Linked DNA regions of Sus scrofa: region 1 is linked to region 2. A link is a contact called in public Hi-C data. All regions are on one chromosome and are shown on one strand. The core of a region is the stretch at or near the end of the contact, and the rest is flanking DNA. Distances in the headings are between cores, read along the strand shown. Region 1 has its middle 110 kb from the start of LITAF. Region 2 holds the start of ZC3H7A (zinc finger CCCH domain-containing protein 7A).

Evidence for each region. Hi-C and Micro-C count contacts between places; a contact is called where the count stands out from the background.
Region 1: a Hi-C map of embryonic fibroblasts shows a contact between it and region 2, with 2.8 times the contacts expected there. The contact joins the enhancer-like site here to the promoter of ZC3H7A in region 2. A contact is called at or near these places in 1 of 5 promoter capture datasets (fetal liver), 11 of 47 Hi-C or Micro-C datasets (alveolar macrophages, embryonic fibroblasts, fetal heart ventricle and 7 more) and 2 of 2 datasets of contacts at active chromatin or transcription factors (alveolar macrophages and skeletal muscle).

What each region holds. Positions count from the first base shown.
Region 1 is chr3:31,592,817-31,596,173 of Sscrofa11.1, reverse strand. No RefSeq gene overlaps it. Among named protein-coding and RNA genes, the nearest start is that of LITAF, 110 kb to the right of the region's middle. Within about 2 kb of position 1,558, at least 25 of the 83 cell types and tissues checked have an H3K27ac peak or open chromatin away from gene starts, as enhancers often do. A contact at or near this core is called in embryonic fibroblasts and subcutaneous adipose tissue, where this site is marked.
Region 2 is chr3:31,330,481-31,334,031 of Sscrofa11.1, reverse strand. ZC3H7A (zinc finger CCCH domain-containing protein 7A) reads right to left here and starts at 1,546. Exons shown (of 23, transcript XM_021086593.1): 1 at 1,402-1,546.

The DNA.
Region 1 (3,357 bases), core at 309-2,808, 260 kb before region 2:
CCACTGAGCATGATAGCAACTCCGGAATTTACCTCATTTTCTACTGCTGCTATAACACATTCCCACAAGTTGAATGGCTTAAAACACCACCTACTTAGGATCTCAAAGTCCTGGAGATCAAAAATCCAGGTGCAATATGGCTCGGTTGCTTAGAAACCCAGAGGTGGAGATCAAGCTAGTTCCTGGTGGATCCTTCCAGGGAATTTTACACATTGACAAGCCAATACCTGTATTTCCTCTTTTCCTTCTGTCTTTTCTTTTTGCATACAACAGTGACCTCAAACACACAACGCTGTGACATTTTCCCTTTGACAAAGATCACAGATCTGACTTGTTCTTTTCTCAGCTGCATACTATTCCACTGGGTGCTTACTCATGCCATCTATGTAATCCAGCAATGGCTGCATTCCTTTCTGGAGGCTCTAGGGATTGTCCCCAAGAAAAACAACAACAAAAAAATCAGCCAATCGAAGGAAAAAATGGGAGTCCCTGCTGTGGTGCAATGGGATCGGTGGCCTCTCAGGCATTCTGGGACACAGGTTCAATCCCTGGCCTGGCACATTGGGTTAAGGATCCAGCATGGCCACAGCTGCAGCATCGGTTGCAATCGTGGCTCAAATCTGATCTCTGGCCAAGGAACTCCAGATGCCGCAGGGCAGCCCAAAAAAAGAAAGAAATGGACAGTTTTACTCAAGGAAAATTTGAGGATTATAATCCAGGAAGAGCATCTCTGAAAGCGCTAAGAACTGTTCCACCTCTTTCTTAGACGTAAAGGCACGGCTATCTAAGTTTCTTGAGACAGAGGGTTATGTATCAAATGATGTATTATGAACAGTGCACATGATCCAGATTACACGTCATCGTGGTACGTCATGTGACCCCACATGCGATCAAGAAGGAAGATTATCTTTGCAGGAGTTATCTTGGGGTTTTTTTTGGTCTTTTTGCCATTTCTTGGGCTGCACCCACAGCATATGGAGGTTCCCAGGCTAGGGGTCTAATTAGAGCTGTAGCCACCACCAGAGCAATGCGGGATCCGAGCCACGTCTGTGACCCACACCACAGCTCACGGCAATGCCGGATCCTTAACCCACTGAGCAAGGCCAGGGATCAAACCCACAACCTCATGGTTCCTAGCCGGATTCGTTAACCACTGAGCCACGACGGGAACTCCAGGAGTTATCTTGTTGATGCTGGGAGAAGGTTGCTCTTTGTGGTGGAGCAGGTATTCCTGCTGATGGGAGAGGTGGGGTCCGTGCATAACACAGATACAGAAAGCACAACACCAGAGAGAGGAGGCCAAGGGGTGGGAGAATTTTCATGTTGACATTTTTCTTGTCTTGCCATAAACGAAGAATTTTATTTCACAGGATTGGATGGGCTTGCAAGCTCATTCAGATGGTTGGCTGAACTCCGTTCCTCAGGAAAGATTGCAGAACTGAGGTCTCCGTTTCCAGCTGGGACGCTGGCTTCCCTCCCCCTCTCCCCCATAGGCTGCCCACATTCCTTCCAGGCCTTTCTCAAAGCCCCTCCCATGCTCTGAGTCTTTCCTTCCGGGACACCTTTCTGCCTCCAGCCAGAGAAAGTTCTCTGCTTTTAAGGGTTCCTGTGTGTTCATTTCCTACGGCTGCTGTGATGATGAGTCACCAGGAACTTAACTAATACAACACACATTTAGTCTCACAGTTCTGGAGGTCACAAGTCTGCCAAGGATCTCGCACTGGGCTAAAAACCAAGGTGCTGGTCAGGCAGATTCCCTCTGGAGGCTCCGAGAGGAGAAAAAAATCTCCCTGCCTTTTCCAGCTCCCGGAGGCTTCCTCCCCTCTGGCTTGTGGTCCCTTCCTTCCTCTGTCTTCAAGTTCATCCCTTCTGTCTCTGCTTCAGTCCTGGCACACGCCCCTTCTCCTCCAATACGGTTGCTGTTTCAATGAAAGAATTTTGTTGCTGTTTCAATGAAAGAATTTTGTTAATTGTTGTTGTTTCAATGAAAGAATTTATTGTTGTTTCAATGAAAGAATTTTGTTAATTGTTGTTGTTTCAATGAAAGAATTTTGTTGCTTCAAAGAATTTTGTTGTGTTCTTTCAATGAAATTTTGTTGTGTTGTTTCAATGAAAGAATTGTTTCCATGCAAGAATTTTGTTGTTTCAATGAAAGAATTTTGTTGTGTTGTTTCAATGAAAGAATTTTTTGTTGTTTCAAGGAAAGAATGTTTTAAATGAACATAAAGTTGATTTACAGTGCGGTGCCAGCTCCTGCTGCACAGTAGAGGGACCTGGTCATACAGACATGGACGTTCCTTTTCTTCCATCGCGTTCTATCCCAAGCCATTGTTTACAGGTCTGACTTCCCTGCCTCCCTCTTTTAAGGACCACTGTGAGGATGTTGGGTCCACCTGGATAATCCCGGCGACCCTCCCCACCTCAAGGTTCTCACCTTAATCACCTGTGCAAAGACCCTTTTGCCACAGACCATAACATCCACAGGTTTGGGGGATCAGAATGTGAATGTACTCGGGCAAGCATTTTGGCCAGGCTTAGACTACAGAATGACCTAGGCCAAACTTGCTTCTTTCCTTCTTCCTCTCTCTCTCTCTCTCTCTTTTTTTTTTTGTCTTTTGGTCTTTTCAGGGCCACACCCGCAGCATGTGGAGGTTCCCAGGCTAGGGGTCTAACTGGAGCTGTAGCTGCCGGCCTAGGCCAGAGCCACATCAACACCAGATCTGAGCCACGTCTGTGACCTACACCACAGCTCACGGCCATGCCAGATCCTTAACCCACTGAGCGAGGCCAGGGATCGAACCCAAAACCTCATGGTTCCTAGTCGGATTCATTTCCGCTGCGCCATGACGGGAATTCCAAAACTGGCTTCTTTCATGTTAAGAAATGCGTACCTGGTCCTCTTTCTCTGGGAACCCCCTACCCTATCTGCTTACGAATCCACAAGCTCATTTGCAGCATCCTTGCCCGTGATAGCAAAAGCCTGGAGACCGCCGCCACATCCTTTGTACCAGGTCTGGTCAATTACAAAATAATGCGGATATCCACACAGTGGAATTGTATGTAGGGTCCAGAAACAGGAGGGAAGGGGACAGGGCACCCCCCTTAAAAGAATGACACATCTTGAGGATATTACAAAAACTGGTTAGAACCAACTAGGTCCAAGCTGGTGAATGATTTCACTTCCAGTGAACTTTGAGTTTCATTATACGCTCATTGTAATACACGAGCTGAACGACACACCCACAGGTGCCAGGACAGTTCCCAGGCTGCCCATAAAAGGCCAGAAAGCGGATGGTAGCCCAATTCCCAGAAACCCCCACCCCTTCCCAGAAACAGTGGGAATAATCTTCCCACTCA
Region 2 (3,551 bases), core at 297-2,796:
AAGAAAATTCTGTCCATGAACTTGACTGCAAATGAGGACAAAATCCTCCTTAAGCCATGGGCTCGACAGTTCAGCGGAGGGTGAGAAGGAAGAGTGTCTAGGAGAGAGGAGGCCACATGCCATCAGAGAAGCAGGCAAAGAGAAAACAGATGGCAGAAGCTCCTACTACCCCTGCCCTCATTCCAATGCTCCAGCTGAACGCTGTCCAACAGAAATATGCCAGTCGTACATTTAATTTTCAATGTTCAAGTAACTGTGTTAAAAAGAAGTAAAAAGAAACCAATGACAATAATATATTTGAGTCAACCCACTATGTTCAAAACAGTATCATCTCAACCGCTATTATTTAACTTGGAAAGAATTATGAATGAGATATCTTTACTTTTTTTCCTTACTAAGCGTTCAAAATCAGGTGTGTCTTTTTCACTGGGAGCACATCTCAACTCCGTCTAGCCACATTCCAAGTGTTCAACAGCTCCTTGCGGCCAGTGGCCACCTTCCCGGGCAGGGCACCTCGAGTCTGGGCAGACCCTCGGTCCTTAAATACCAAACACGGCACCTTCTTTCATGCCTACATTCCGGGGGACAGGGAAAATACTCAACTCCCGATAAATTCACCCAATCAGGGTGCAGGCGCGACCTCTCGGGGACCAGCCGGAGCTTTCCAGCTGGACCACACCCCGGCAATGACCGTCCCCAACAGGAAATTCACGCTAATGGGAACTGACAGGTCCTCATTCTTTAAGGGTGGGGAAAGAAACCTAAAGCCTGGCCGTCTCCAGATCCACAAAAAAGATAGGAAACAATTCGCCGCGCGTCCTAGACGTGCGCCCCGCGCAAAAAAAAAGGGGGGGGGGGAACAGCCCGAAATAAACGAGCCAAGCGCACCGGGCTCATCCTTCCCGCCCCCAAACCTACGGTACTGAATTAGGGGTCCCCGATCACAGAAACAGAGAGAAATAATGAAAACAAAAAAATCCTTTTTTTTTTTTTTAGTTAAATAACCAGAGAGGAGGTATTTTGCCAACGGAAATGCACGCAAGCATGGGATGGAGGGAGCGGGAGCCCTCTACGCCCCGCTAGGGGGACACGCGCCCCCAGGGTGAGACCCCCGCCGCCCCCATCGGAGGGAGGGGACAAGGACCCGCCCGCCCGCGGAGCCCCGCGGCGGCGCGCGCTCGGACCGCCCCTCCGCAGGGGCCGCGCGCCCTTTGTGGCCGAGCCCTCCGCCCCCTCGGCTGCCGCGGGGCGGCCTTGCGCGCCGCCCCTCCCCCGCCCGGCGTCCGTTACCGGCGCGCGCGAGCACGAGGCGGCGGCGGGGGCGCGCCGGGCGGGGGCGCCGGCGGGGGAGGGGCGGCGCGCGGGCCGGGAGGGCGGCGGGGCCCGGCGGGACCCACCTACCTGCGGGGACGGCCGCGCCGGGGGACGGACAGCAGCGCGCGGTGAGCGGGCGGCGGCGGCGGCGGCAGCGGCCTGGGCGCTCGCTCTCACCTTCCCTCCGCGACCGGCGGCGGCGGCGGCTCCGCTGCGCCCGCGCGGCGCCCTCTAGTGGCCGGAGGCCGCGCCCGCCGCCCGGGAGACGCGGCCATTGGCTGCGACCGCGAGCGTCGGCGCCGGGGGCGGTGGCGGCGGCGACGCCACGTCGGGCCGGGCTGCAGAGATCCTCCGCCGTGGGTTCCGGGGCCGCCTCCCGAGCGGGAGCGCGGTCCGCAGCGGGCTGGGACCGCGGGAGGGAGCGAGTAGGGCCAAGGGATGCTCGGACGCGCCGGTGCTGAGAACTAATTCTGGGTGGACGTGCAATTCACATGCGCCGTGGGTGTTTTTTCTGGGCAGCGGCCCTGGAGCCGAAGAGCAGGGAGTTAGAACAGCGTCTACCAGGGAGCTGACCTAGTTTCGGGTATGGGGAGGCCTCCCCGGAGACACTTTATTTAGCAAATCCTAAGCCGGTGTTTCGTACTTTGCCAATTGTAACCCTTCGGAGCCTCAGAACAAGCATCGTTGTCCCCATTCCTACACCCCTACAGCAGAGGAAGGGGGGCAGAGCTCAGGAGCAGCTCTGGGTTGGACCCTGAGCGGGCCTGGCTCCCTGCCTTTCAGGTCTCCGCCCAAATGCCACCTCATCCACCTGTATTTTCAACAGCCCACTGTGCTCTAGGGCTCAGCAGTGGGCAAGGCAGGGTCTCTGTCCCATAGCGGGATGGGGAGTAGCGGTGGGGACCCTCCGAGACGCGAAGGAGACCATTTCCGACGGTGTAAACCGAGATTACAGCAGGGGAATGAGACCGTGATGGGCGGGCTTCACTTACGGTAGAGGGATGACTCTGGGAAGGTTCTGAGAAGGTGATGGCCAGGGAGATGGAGAATGTTCTCCAGGCAGAGGGAAGGGCGAGTGCAAAGGCCTTGAGGCTGGAGCTTGAACAGGAGAGTCCTCTTTGGCTGGTGGCAGGGAGGGAGGGTGGGCGGGTGATGGGGGACTTTGGAGTTTATTCTGTGTGGCACTAATGGGTCTGATTTGGGAGTGACAGGATGTGATTTGCACCTGAGAAAAGCTCTCTGGCTACTGTGCAGAGACTGAGCCATAGGAGGGGTGAGAAAAAGGGAGAAACTAGCCCGGTGACTCTGACAGTGGTCTGAGTAGATTTACAAACCAGATGTATTCATTAGCTCAGGCTGCTGTAACAAAATATGGCAGGTTTGGAGGCTTTTTTTTTTTTTTTAATTGAATTATGGTAATGTGTTAATTTCTGCTGTACAGCTAAGTGACTCATATATCCACACAGGCACACCCACATCTACATAACACGCATTCTTTTTCGTATTCTTCTCCATTATGGTTTATCACAAGATACTGAATATAGTTCCTTCCCTGTATTATCCAGTAGAACCTTGTTATTTAGCTTGTATATACTAGCTTGGATCTGTTCAACCCAAACTCCCAGTCCTCCCTTCTCCCCGCCCCCCAAGGTTAAGTCCGTTTCACCTGCTTAAGTCCGTTTTCTATGCACAGACCTGGAGGCTTAAATTAGAATTCATTTTTTCATGTTCTGGAGGTTGGAAGTCCAAGATCAAGGTGTTGGCAGGGTTGGTTTGTGAAGAGAACTCTCCCCTTGGCCTGCAGAGGACAGCCTTCTTGCCGTGTCTTCACGGGGCCTTTGCCGGGTATGTAAGCATTTCTCTTCCTGTAAGGACACCTGTCATGTTGGCTTGCCCCCCGCACCTCATGACTTCACTTAATTACCTCCGGGGAAGCCCTATCTTCTTGTTAGGGGTTAGGGCTTCACCATGTGAGTTTCGATGGACCCAGTTCAGTCCACGACACAAGGTATGTGCTGTGACAGAAACATTCAAGTAGAACTGACAGGGGCTGGCTTTAGGGGAAGCCCCTCTGAGGAAGGGGTTCTTCTGGTCACTTCAGGTCTCAAACATCTTCTCTTGGAGAGGCCTTCCCTGTCTGCCACCTAATAAAATTGCTGGAGTTCCCATTGTGGCGCAGCAGAAGCGAATCCAACCAGGAACCATGAGGTTGCGGGTTTGATCCCTGGCCTTGCTCA